Regions from separate parts of the Mus musculus genome. Here region 2 is linked to region 1. A link is a contact called in public HiChIP or PLAC-seq data. All regions are on one chromosome and are shown on one strand. The core of a region is the stretch at or near the end of the contact, and the rest is flanking DNA. Distances in the headings are between cores, read along the strand shown.

Evidence for each region. HiChIP or PLAC-seq counts read pairs in DNA pulled down with a chosen protein or histone mark.
Region 2: an H3K4me3 HiChIP or PLAC-seq map of embryonic stem cells shows a contact between it and region 1, with 5 times the contacts expected there. The contact joins the enhancer-like site here to the promoter of Dnaaf4 in region 1. A contact is called at or near these places in 7 of 39 promoter capture datasets (the C10 cell line, hippocampal neurons, liver and 3 more), 1 of 15 datasets of contacts at CTCF or cohesin (the NIH/3T3 cell line), 45 of 484 Hi-C or Micro-C datasets (the Ba/F3 cell line, the G1E-ER4 cell line, Th1 cells and 17 more), 10 of 115 datasets of contacts at active chromatin or transcription factors (embryonic hindbrain, embryonic stem cells and memory CD8 T cells) and 3 of 9 other capture datasets (adipose tissue, embryonic stem cells and pancreatic islet).

What each region holds. Positions count from the first base shown.
Region 1 is chr9:72,956,610-72,962,160 of GRCm38.p6, reverse strand. It overlaps Dnaaf4 (dynein axonemal assembly factor 4), which reads right to left and starts at 3,376. Exons shown (of 9, transcript NM_026314.3): 1 at 3,164-3,376; 2 at 1,432-1,579; 3 at 770-903; 4 at 21-246. The coding sequence starts at 3,286.
Region 2 is chr9:72,909,822-72,915,372 of GRCm38.p6, reverse strand. It overlaps Prtg (protogenin), which reads right to left. Exons shown (of 20, transcript NM_175485.4): 19 at 4,632-4,736; 20 at 1-3,469. The coding sequence ends at 3,071. Among named protein-coding and RNA genes, the nearest start is that of Pygo1, 13 kb to the left of the region's middle. Within about 2 kb of position 3,117, at least 23 of the 459 cell types and tissues checked have an H3K27ac peak or open chromatin away from gene starts, as enhancers often do. A contact at or near this core is called in the G1E-ER4 cell line, embryonic stem cells and liver, where this site is marked.

The DNA of each region.
Region 1 (5,551 bases), core at 2,127-4,626:
AAAAGACAGGGGCGCCACACCTCTTGTGGGGAGGCGAGTGGGTGGGGCCTTCCGGGGCAAACCCCGAGGTTTTAGAGCTTTGGTCTCTTCAGCTTGCTTTCCCTCGAGCGGTTTCTCCTTCCTCTGGACTCTTTTTTGTCCGTCAGCTTTCTTTTGACATTCTTTCCACGCTTCTAATTCGCTAGTTGCCTTTTTCCGTTCATTTTCTTTCATATCTTCTATTTTTTTCCTCTCTTCTTCTTCAATCTACAAGCATTTTAATTAGCAAGTTCTTTAAAACATTCAAAAAGCAGTGGCTGTACAAGTGGGATGCGTTTGAGTGTCTGAGCCTTGGGATAAGAGCCTGGGTTTCAGTTTACACTAAAACAGTGGATCCCACTCGTGTTTGTGTGTGTGTATTTTTGTGTGTGTCCGTGTCCACACCTCCCCCAACCCACTAGGCTTCATGTAGGAGGCTCAGTGTCTGGTGGGGGTGGGGGAGTGACACGAGAAGTGGTGGGACAGTACACAGGTCAGTGGCCAAGAAGCTGAGGACCTAACTCGTGAGCTGCAGTAGTTGATCATTTGCCTAGCACTCCATCTGTAAACCAAGCTGGCCTCTGACTCTCAACTGCTGGCTGTTTCACCACAGTTGCTGATGGCTGCGACTTCTGATCCTCCTGTTTCACCCTCCTGAGGAGCCTGGTGGCCTGCACCCCCACTCCTGGCTGCACTACTTCTCTGACTCTGGCTCATCGGCACCTCTAGTGCCCTGGAATCTGTCGCTTACCTTCATCATCTCGCCTAGTGCGTATCTCTGGTCTTCTCGCTTGGCAACAGCTTTTGCTTCTGTGGCCTCTTTTGCTTTCTCCTGTGCTTGCAAGATAGATTTTTCTCTTATTCTCTGCATCATCTCTTTATCAACTGGAATATAAGGAAAAGTACTATGACGGGATTATGAATTTTTTTTTTTTTTTGTCTTTCGAGACAAGGTTTTTCTGTGTAGCCCTGGCTGTCCCAGAACTCACTCTGTAGACCAGGCTGGCCTCGAACTCAGAAATCTGCCTGCCTCTGCCTCCCAAGTGCTGGGATTAAAGGCATGTACCACCACCGCCCAGCATTAACTTGCTTTATTGAGGAGAGAAGCACTTATACTGATCTGGATAAGGCTTCTTTAGATCTAATTCCATAAAATGTGGAAACCTGATGGAGACAGCATCTTTTATATGGCGCAGGGTGGTTTAGCACTGTGATCCTCTTACTTCAGCCTCTTAAGACCTGAGACGTGTAAGCAAGCATCACCTGGAGTCACCATGACAACCGGAGGGGGAAAAATATTTTTTGAGACAAGGTTTCATGTAGCCCAGCTTTCTGATATTGGCTTACAGGTACATACTGAGCTCTCGTGAATGGCACCCAGCTCAAGTGAACAACTTTCACTTAAAAACTTACCACCCGGCACAGAAAGGCTATCCCACAGAACTGGCTCCTTTTTATACAATGTGAAAAGAATCGTGTCATTTCCAATCTTGGCTTTGCTCTTCCCATCATCTATAGGAGCATAGAGAAACAGCTCAAATAAAAATGGAGGAAAGTTAACCTGTTCAGACGAGAGAGAGAGAGAGAGAGAGAGAGGCATTGAGTTAGTTACACAAATTAAAGACACTGCCATCTTAAAAAAAAAAAGCTGGAGAGACAGCTCAGTGGTTAAGAGCACTTATTCTTGTAGACAACCTGGGTTCTGTTCCCAGCACCCACATGGAAACTCCCAACCCTCTGAAATCCAGTTCCAGGGGATCTGACATCCTCATCTGAACTCCTAGGGCATCAGACAAGCACATGGTACACATTCATGCACAGAGCCAAATCTGCAACACACATCAATAAAGGTAAATCAAAAAAATTTACAACCGTTTATTCCAGAAAAAAAAAAAAAAAAAAGCAAACATGCTAGGGTGGGGACATAGTTCCTGGTGTGGTGTCCCAGGCCTGTTATCCGGGCACTCAGGAGGTAGAAGCAGGGTGCTCAGACATCCCAGGCCATTCTCAGCTACGAAGTGAGGGAGCCAGTTTGAAGCCAGCCCTCCCCTTCTCCATCCCGGTGTGTGTGTGTGTGTGTGTGTAAAATGTTTCTCAAAACCCCACTGAATTTATTCCAGGCAGCATAATTTAGCAAAGCATATGAGGACGCAATAGATGAAAGCAAATCTGGAACCTGAATATGTCTAGATGACACCACACTGACAACAGATTTGTTTTTGTTGTTGGTTTGGTTTTTTTGTTTTTTTTTTTTAGATATTTTTGTTTGGTTGGTTGGTTGGATGGTTGGTTTTGTTTTGCTTTGTTTTTTGGTTTCTCGAGACAGGGTTTCTCTGTGTAGCCCTGGCTGTCCTGGAACTCACTCTGTAGACCAGGCTGGCCTCGAACTCAGAAATACGCCTGCCTCTGCCTCCCAAGTGCTGGGATTAAAGGTGAGCACCACCACTGCCCAGCTGTTGTTTTAATGACAACGTTGTGCGCATGTGTGTGGGTCTGAGTGCCATGGCACGCAGGAGGAGGTCAGAGAATTGTGAGAAATTGGTTTTCTCCTTTCTGGGGACGGAACTGCAGCTGTCAGGCTTGGTGGTAGTGCATTAACTCATTGGCCCATCTCAGCAGCTTTAGACTTGTTTATCAACTTTAAGTTGAGGTTTAGCCAGGGATGGGAGAGCATCCCATTAATCCCAACACTTGGAAGTCTGAGGCAGGAGGATTGCCAGTGTGGGCTACAGAATAAGACACCCTCCACCCTGCTCACACCCCTGTAGCTATTGGGGCTGGAGAGATGGTTCAGTGGTTAAGAGCACTTATTCTTCCATCCTGCGTGGCTCACAACCATCTGTAACTCTAGTTCTAGGAGATCTGACCCCCCTCTTCTGGCCTTCGCAGGCATTTGCACACACCTGATGCACACTCATGAATGCACGCATTCATACATTTAATATATACATAGTTACTAGAGATGTAGCTCAGTGGCTTGGCATACACAGGATGCTGGGTTTGATCCTTAGCATAACAAAAATAAATTAATTAAGGGTAAAAAATGTAAATTAAAAATTAACTTTAAAAAAGTAAAGCCATGGACACTCTACAAGACAGCTCCTGCTCCCGGGGCGCACAGCAACTGCATCTCCGCCCCGCCCACCTTCAGGTAACTTTCCCCACAGAATACGTCAGCATCGCGCACGCAGACGCCCCGCAAAGGCAGCGACAGGAAGATCGTGGCCGGCGTCTGCTGCCAGCTGAACTCGCTCACTCGCACTGGCATGGCGGGACCAGGGACTGCACAGCCACTTTACGTCGCTAGGAAGCCGATCGGGTTGCTAGGGAAGCGGGGATTGCGGGGTTGCCATCACTTCCGGCCCTTAGGGTCCTTCCGGGTCAGGGGTCCAGTAGGACCCTCGGTCTCCCACTATGTTGGGTATTGCAGTTGTCGGTAGTCCTACTTGAGTCTGGAGTATCTGTGTCCCCGCTGCCTCTGAGAGAATGAGGACGAAGTAGAGCAGAACACGGAAACGAGAGGGCTCGGGGACAGGAGACTGCCGTGCGCAGGCACTGCTTCCCAGAGGATCCGAGTTCGAGGCTCAGCACCCGTGCTCGGCGTCTCTCAAGCGCCAGGAGCTCCAATCTGATACCCTCTTCTGGCTTCCGAGGGCACCGCACTCACACGCAGGCACAACTTAATTACATACAAATAGTTTAAAGTGACTTTTTGCTAAAGGAGAAGAGAAGCTGTGGTGTGGCTCCCTGGGAGAGGCTGGGTTGTATTCCCAGCTCTGGAAAGGAAAAAGCTTGGAGCTTTAGGATGCAGAGGGATATGGGTCGGCAGAGCTGGAATGTGTACATTGTGACAGCAAGGCACATTTAGAGTCAGGACGTTTGGTTTGCTCTGACCATTTGCTGTGTGGTAGCCTGTAATCTCACGACTTGAGCAGAGCCCTCAGTTGGAGACCCACCCTGATAAACACAAATATTCTGTCTCAAAATACAAAGCAACGTTTGATGTTCAGGGGCTGACGCCGTCACCCATCCTAGGAGCACTGGTGTGTACATTCCCTTAACCCTGGGAAGGGACCTAAACTTCAATTTTTGAGACCCAAAAGCCTCACAATAAACTTTGCTGCAATTCCATAGTAGGATCTATTGGATTTAAACTGATCCATTTCCCAGTAGCTTACACTGGACTTCAATAATACACACCGAACTTCAGCTGCCAAGAAACTTGAAGGCCGTGTAGTTCAGCCCAACGTCTTTAGTGCCATGTGCATTGTTAGCAGAAAAATGACTGAGATCTTTCATTTATTCTAAATGCTCCTTCTACACTACTTCCTTAGGCCCAGTTTCTACATTACGCGAGTCTGATGTGAATGATAAATGTAATTAAGTACTAGAGAAGTTATTTGCACATAGAATGCTGCATTTTAAACTAGAAAAAAAAAGTTTGGAGAGCATTTAGGGAAATGTTTAAACTCCAGCATAATTTATTGCAGAAAGTTTAGGATCAGTAGAGTTGGTGTTAGTATCTCTCCCTTCCTGATCCTGACCTGTTTTGTCAGCAGATCATTATCTCAAACTTCTGCTCCTTTGTCAGTCCTTCTGAGCAGAGAACCTAACATCCTGCTGATTTGTTTCACTTTCATCCTGCTTTTTGCCATTTCCCTCTTTTTATTCTATTCTTGTTCCTAGCATGTTGTCTCAAGCTCTTGTGTCTTTTCTGGCTTCTACAGGCACTGTATACACACACAGACACACACACACACACATACACACATGCACATACTTAAAAATAAAAAATTGGGGCTGGTGAGATGGCTCAGTGAATAAGAGCACCGACTGCTCTTCCAAAGGTCCTGAGTTCAAATCCCAGCAAACACATGGTGGCTCACAACCATCTGTAATGAGATCTGGCGCCCTCTTCTGGTGTGTCTGAAGACAGCTACAGTGTACTTACATATAATAAATAAATAAATCTTTAAAAATAAAGATAAAAAAGAAGTCAGGCAGTGTGCCAACACACCTTTAGTCCCAGTGCTTGGGAGGCAGAGGCAGGCATCTATTTCTGAGTTCGAGGCCAGCCTGGTCTACAGAGCAAGTTCCATGACAGGCAAGGCTGCACAGAGAAATCCTATCTTGGAAAACCAAATAAATTATAAAATACTAAAGGACTTGATGGGCTGAGGAGGTAGCTCAGGTGGTAGAGAGCTTGCTTAGCATGCTCAAAGCCCTGGGTTTAATCCCAGCATCACACAAACCAGGTAGGTGTAGCTGTGTGTGCTGAAATCCTAGAACTTGCAAAGTGGAAACAGGAAGACCAGAAGTTCAAAGCTAACTTCTACTACATACTAAATTTGAGGCCAGCCTGGGCTGCATGAGACCTTGTCTGAAATAAAATACAGCAGAACTATCCGGCAGTAGTGGTTCATGCCTTTAGTTCCAGCACTCAGGAAGCAAAGGCAGGCAGATCTCTGAGTTCAAGGCCAGCCTGGTCTATAGAGGGAGTTCCAGGATAGGCAGGGTTACAAAGAGAAACCCT
Region 2 (5,551 bases), core at 1,868-4,367, 47 kb after region 1:
AGGACGCTGTCTGCACAGAGGAGAGGTTCTGGAGAGACAGTTTGTTAACACAAAACAACAAACAACAGTTCAATGTACAGCTAAACTTTCCTATATTCTGAGGTAACCTTAAATATCTTTGGTTTTTAATTTCTTTTTAATTTGCTGATATAAAGTACTCGAATAAAAAACACTGATAAATACCAATATAACTGTATTGCTTTTAACTATGTAAACTTAGCCTTTTGATATTTTCTTTTTGCCACTAAAGCTATATTCCCTATCTGTTTCTAAATAAATTTACTTTAAACCTGCTCATCTTTACTTACAGGCTAAACTATATATTTTAATGGTCTTTGGTATGAAAATACCGATGAGCAGTATATTGTAATATTTGACATTAAAAAATGACAGGCAGCCAGGTTATCACCGCTTCCAGCAAATACGTTTTTGGAAAATGAAACAGTTTCTAATTTGCATGTCAGCTTATTTGGAGTTGAATACGATGAATAATGAAACCTCGAGGAAGACATGATAACCTTCACACTTTAGTTGGAATTTCGTACTTCAGACTTCAGAGAGGCTGGCTTTCACCAAGCCTAAAACCTCTGTTGAACATTAAATACTTTAGTCCATGACATTAGTAGTAATATTTATTTTTTTCTCTCCAACAAGTAATTTCAACAATTAGAAAATACATTAATACTATAGAGTTGAAGGTTTCGTTACTTGCTGGAGAAAAAAAAAACCTTACAGTTTAAAGAGTTTGTAACCATATGCTGGCAAGGAAATTAAAATTTATTTTAAACTCTGGTGACGGTAAGGTAGTTTATGTCACTAGCCTAATTAATTTTAACTATCAATATAAACCCTTCAGATTAGGGTTAGAAATTGTTTATATTCGAGTCTATATCTGTTTCTAGTGAATTGGATTTAAGGTACTTATCATAGAAATTTTACTGTCTACTGAAAATTCTTTGGTAACAGAATTGACAGAAAAGTCTGTATAAGAACAAAAAATGAACTAGTAAATAATTATAAGCTAAAGACCTATCATAACTAAGGGCCTATTTATCATTAAACAGAGCACGTTCTTCCAGAAATGTCCTGTCCCAGCCTTTCGGATGATCCAGGCAGGGAACACGGTTTAAATATGCATGGCCTTAAACCTGCTTTCCCCTTTTCGATCTGTTTGCTTCTGACTTGTGATCCCATTGTGCCCTTCATTTTAGATACTGAGAGAAGTTGGCCCACGTACTTCTACTTACGAACCAAACACCACCATACCCTGTCAATGCACCCGCCCATGCAACATGAGCTCAAGAGTAACAAAAAAGTCCCTGAGTACAGGAAAGAACAATAACACTAGAATAACTTTAAAAAGGAGGTAGTATAAACAGGAGCGCGAAGGCAGGGGAAGGAAGCCATTTTTTCTCCCCTCCGACTGTTTACCTAAAGCTCTGCTTTTTTTTTTTTTCTTTCTTCTTTCTTTTTTCCCCCCATTTTGCCGAGAAGCCCATGGTGAATGGGACAGAACTGTGCTGAGTAGTGCCTGGGCTTCTAAGAAAGTCCAATTTGGCACAAAACTTAGAATGACGATGAAAACTGTGGCAGTGTCAGGCTTTCGCAATAGATGACACTGGGGTGATAACACCATTTGGCAGGACCTGCCTTGTCTGTGCATGGAGGGACGGTTTCAAGGGAAAACCCACGGAGGGCTTTTCTTTTAAAATGCAATTCAAAGCCACTTCCAAAAAAATTTCAGGGAGGGCAAAACTCATGATTTTAAAAGGCTAAGGACTTGTTTCTTCTTTTCACAGCTCAGTCTTTGTCCTTCCCACGTGGCTCGGCACCTAGCATGTTGCCTTGTGACGGAGAAGGCTGCCGGATCAGAAGAGGAGACAATTTGTTGATTTTAAACCAGAGAATGAACTCGCTTCTGGAGTGTTAGTGGGCTACGAAGCCAGAGTTCAGCCGCCAGGGTGATAGGGAGCAAACCTGAGCTTCAAAAAGAGAGCAGCTTCATCAAGGTGCCAGATAGCACAGCTATCGCTAAGATCCAAGCTTTTTTTTTTTTAAGGCAAATTTTTGGTACCTTTTTTCCTAAACATCTTCGTGAATATTAAAAAGGTATAAGGCAAAATTTCTCACAATGGAAGGCACTGCTATTATGAAAACCTCAAGTCTGTCTTAATCTCTACTGTTTCGTTTATCTTCATTCTTAATATTTAATAACATTTCTTCTTTGCCCCATTTGAAGCCAAACTGAGATTTTAAAAAAGAAAATCTGAACCATTAAAAAAAAAATCCACTTTCCTACATTGTATTTTGCAGCTAGCTCTGTAAACTTTGAAAACGTTCCACAAGACAGCGCAGCCCTTGGCCGGCTGTGGAGCAAAGGGAAAGGTGGTTTTGCAGGCTGAGGGCAGGCTGATGCAGGCTGGAGCAAAATTCTCCTGCTCTGGTGTCCCAAACCCAACAGCTTTGCAAGGACACGATCCCCTATGTACTATGGAATGTTCTCTTCTCCAAAGAGACGTATTTGTTTCTTCCATTCAAATAAATATACTCCCATATTTTCTCCTCACAGCCAGAGGTGTTACATTATCACGGTTCTTTAAAAAAAAAAAAAAAAAATCAGAGCTTCAGATCAACATCTTTCCTCTCCTACCTATCGGACTCCTTCAGTCACACACAGCACACACACAATGGACACACAGCGTCACTAGCAAGTCCCGCTGGTTATGCCACTGAGAGAAACCAGCACTCGAAGAAGGCAGCACAGTTGTCTTCAGAGTCTGCCCACAGCAAACTGAGGTAGCTATTCAGCAGAGGGCTTAGGCAGTCTTCCCTCCGCTCCAGTGATTTATCTTAGAGTCCAGTCAAGCATCTTGACTGCCCTTTTTCACATTGTTGACAGTTGAAACATTCAAAATTCGTAAGCTTAAAAATAGTTTAAAAAAAAAGATAAAAAACAAACAAACAAAACAAACAATAAACAGTAAGACATCAAGATTTTCACAAAAGGCTTTGGCTCCCTGCTCATTGTCCTTCGAACAGGTGCTTGTTGTGAATCCCTGAGCGTGGCTGTCTAGACCGGAAAACCCTCGGCAGCATATCGCAGCCCCGCAGATGTCTGCGGAGCTGAGGTCTGCTCAGCTGGCAAGGGCTGCGCAGGGTCTCCGTGCTTCTTCGGTGCAGCATCCCCATCAGAATCGCCACCAGCGAGGGGATTCGAGGTGGGGGGCGTGCTGCTGATGACGGAGGACAGGTGTATCTCATCATTGGACTCATGGGAAAACCTTCCGGAATCCCCTGTCTCATGGCTGCCTTCACTGTTCGCTGAATGCTCTGTGTCAAGGGCAGTAGCCCCAAAAGGTCTTGGGAAGCTGGCGGTCTGGCCTGGGGAGCCGGGGGAATCTTCATCGCTGATCAGCACGGTGGTGCCCGGCTGGTAAAAGCAGACGGCCTGAGTAAATCTTCTTTGAGTCTAGGCAAGAATAGATAAGGTAGCCATGAGATAGCAAATAGTTCAAGTTCGAGAACAAGTTCCAGAACTCCCATTGTGCTGGCGGGAGTGGTGCAAGCCTTTAATCCCAGCATTTGGGAGACAGAGGCAGGCGGATGTCTGAGTTCAATTCAAACCAGATCCATTGAGCTAGCTACAAAACAGAGAAGGATACACAAAGAAACCCTGTTTGGAAAAGCTAAAACCAAAAACCAAAACAAAATAAACAAAAAAAAGGCATGTCATAAATGGACTGTCTGTGTGATCAGTGGCTCCCCCTAGGTGACTGGGAGCACTTCTGAACTAGAACCTTCCTTGGCAGGTCTGGAGAGATGGCTCAGCCACTAAGACCACATTTTGCTCTGATAGGACACCACATCTGGTGATTCACAATCATCTGTTACTCTAGCTCCAGGTGATCCAACACCCTAGGCTGGCCTCCTAGTGCTCTGTTCCCAGGGGCGACTAGTTACTGGCACACATATGTTAACTAAAAAGACAAAACAAAACAAAACAAAACAAAGACTTAAAAAAATAACAAGGCGGACTGTGGTAGCACAGGTTTTTAATCCCAGCACTCCAGAAGCAGAGGTAGGTGGATCTGTGAGTTAGAGGCCAGCCAGAGCTACTCAAAGAAATCCTGGCTCAAAACCAAAACCAAACCAAACCAAACCAACACAAAAAAACCAAACCAAACCAACCCCCCCTCCCAAAAAATGGAACCAAACCAACCAACCAAATAAAAATAACAAGCCGAGGTAGAGGCAGGCGAATTTCTGAGTTCGAGGCCAGCCTGGTCTACAGAGTGAGTTCCAGGACAGCCAGGGCTATACAGAGAAACCCTGCCTCGAAAAACCTAAATAAATAAATAAATAAATAAATAAAAAGAAAAAAATAACAAGCCCTTTGGTTATTCCGATATAACTCCTTATATCCCTCTCTTCTAAGTCTTCACACCCCACTGAAAACCACATCTCAGATTACTGTCCGAACTTTCTTTCCACCCACCACAGCTCTCCACTGTCAGAATCGAACCAGGTCAGTCAAAACCGCTTCATTTACACCCCCCCCAACTCCCTGTATTTCTAATTATCATTTCTTATGCCGCAGACTGTAAAGGATTCTCCTCACATGGGTGGATTACCTGTTCAACTTTGATTTTCTTAGTGTCTTGGAAAAAAAGCCACTTTTTCTTAGTGTTGTTTTTAATTATAGGACCGTAGCTATTGATGATCAGGTCAGTCCCTCCCTGGGGAAACAAAAAGGGAAAGTATCTCAGTGTTAGACAGAGATTTCAGTTTCGAAAGAAGTACACAAAGATTTTATATATCCAAAGGAGACAATGGTCACATATGGTGACCTCTCCTACATGGGGAAAAAACATATATATTCAGGTCATTTGTTTGTGATCAAAAACATATTGGAGCCGGAGTGATGGCTTAGTGGCTCAGAGAACCAGGCCTCTTCTTCCAGAGGACCCGGGTTTGATTTCCAGCGCACACACATGGTGACTCACAGTTATCCATAACTTTAGCTTAAGATACACACAAGGCACATGTATGGTGCATAGACATGTGCAGACAAACACCAATACACATCACAAGAAAAAAATGTCAGATTTATTCATTTATTAATTTAATTAATTAATTAATTAATTTTTAAGACTGGTCTCCCTATGTAGCCGGTGCTGGCCTGGAACTCATGGTCTTGGCTCCTCGGCCTCCTGTGCACTAGGGGATGAGAGGAATGTCCTACCACAGCCAGCTTGGTTTACTCCGTACCTACCCCCAACCCTTTCTCCCTATGTGCTTATTTAAAATTACTTCCTATCTTTTTTAAAGGCTCTGAGCACAATGAACTATTTGGCATAAAGGGTAGTTCTGATACCATTTTCTGTTACAGAAAGAAAGCATTTGGAATTATGATGAGATGTTAATGATTCAACCTTTTTTTACGTGACTAAAATATCTTAATAGCAGTAGAGAGAAACAATGTCCTGGATCCATGTTTAACCAAAAGTGAGGTGTCATCTGCAGGCCAACCGATGGGACTGGCCAGCCGCCA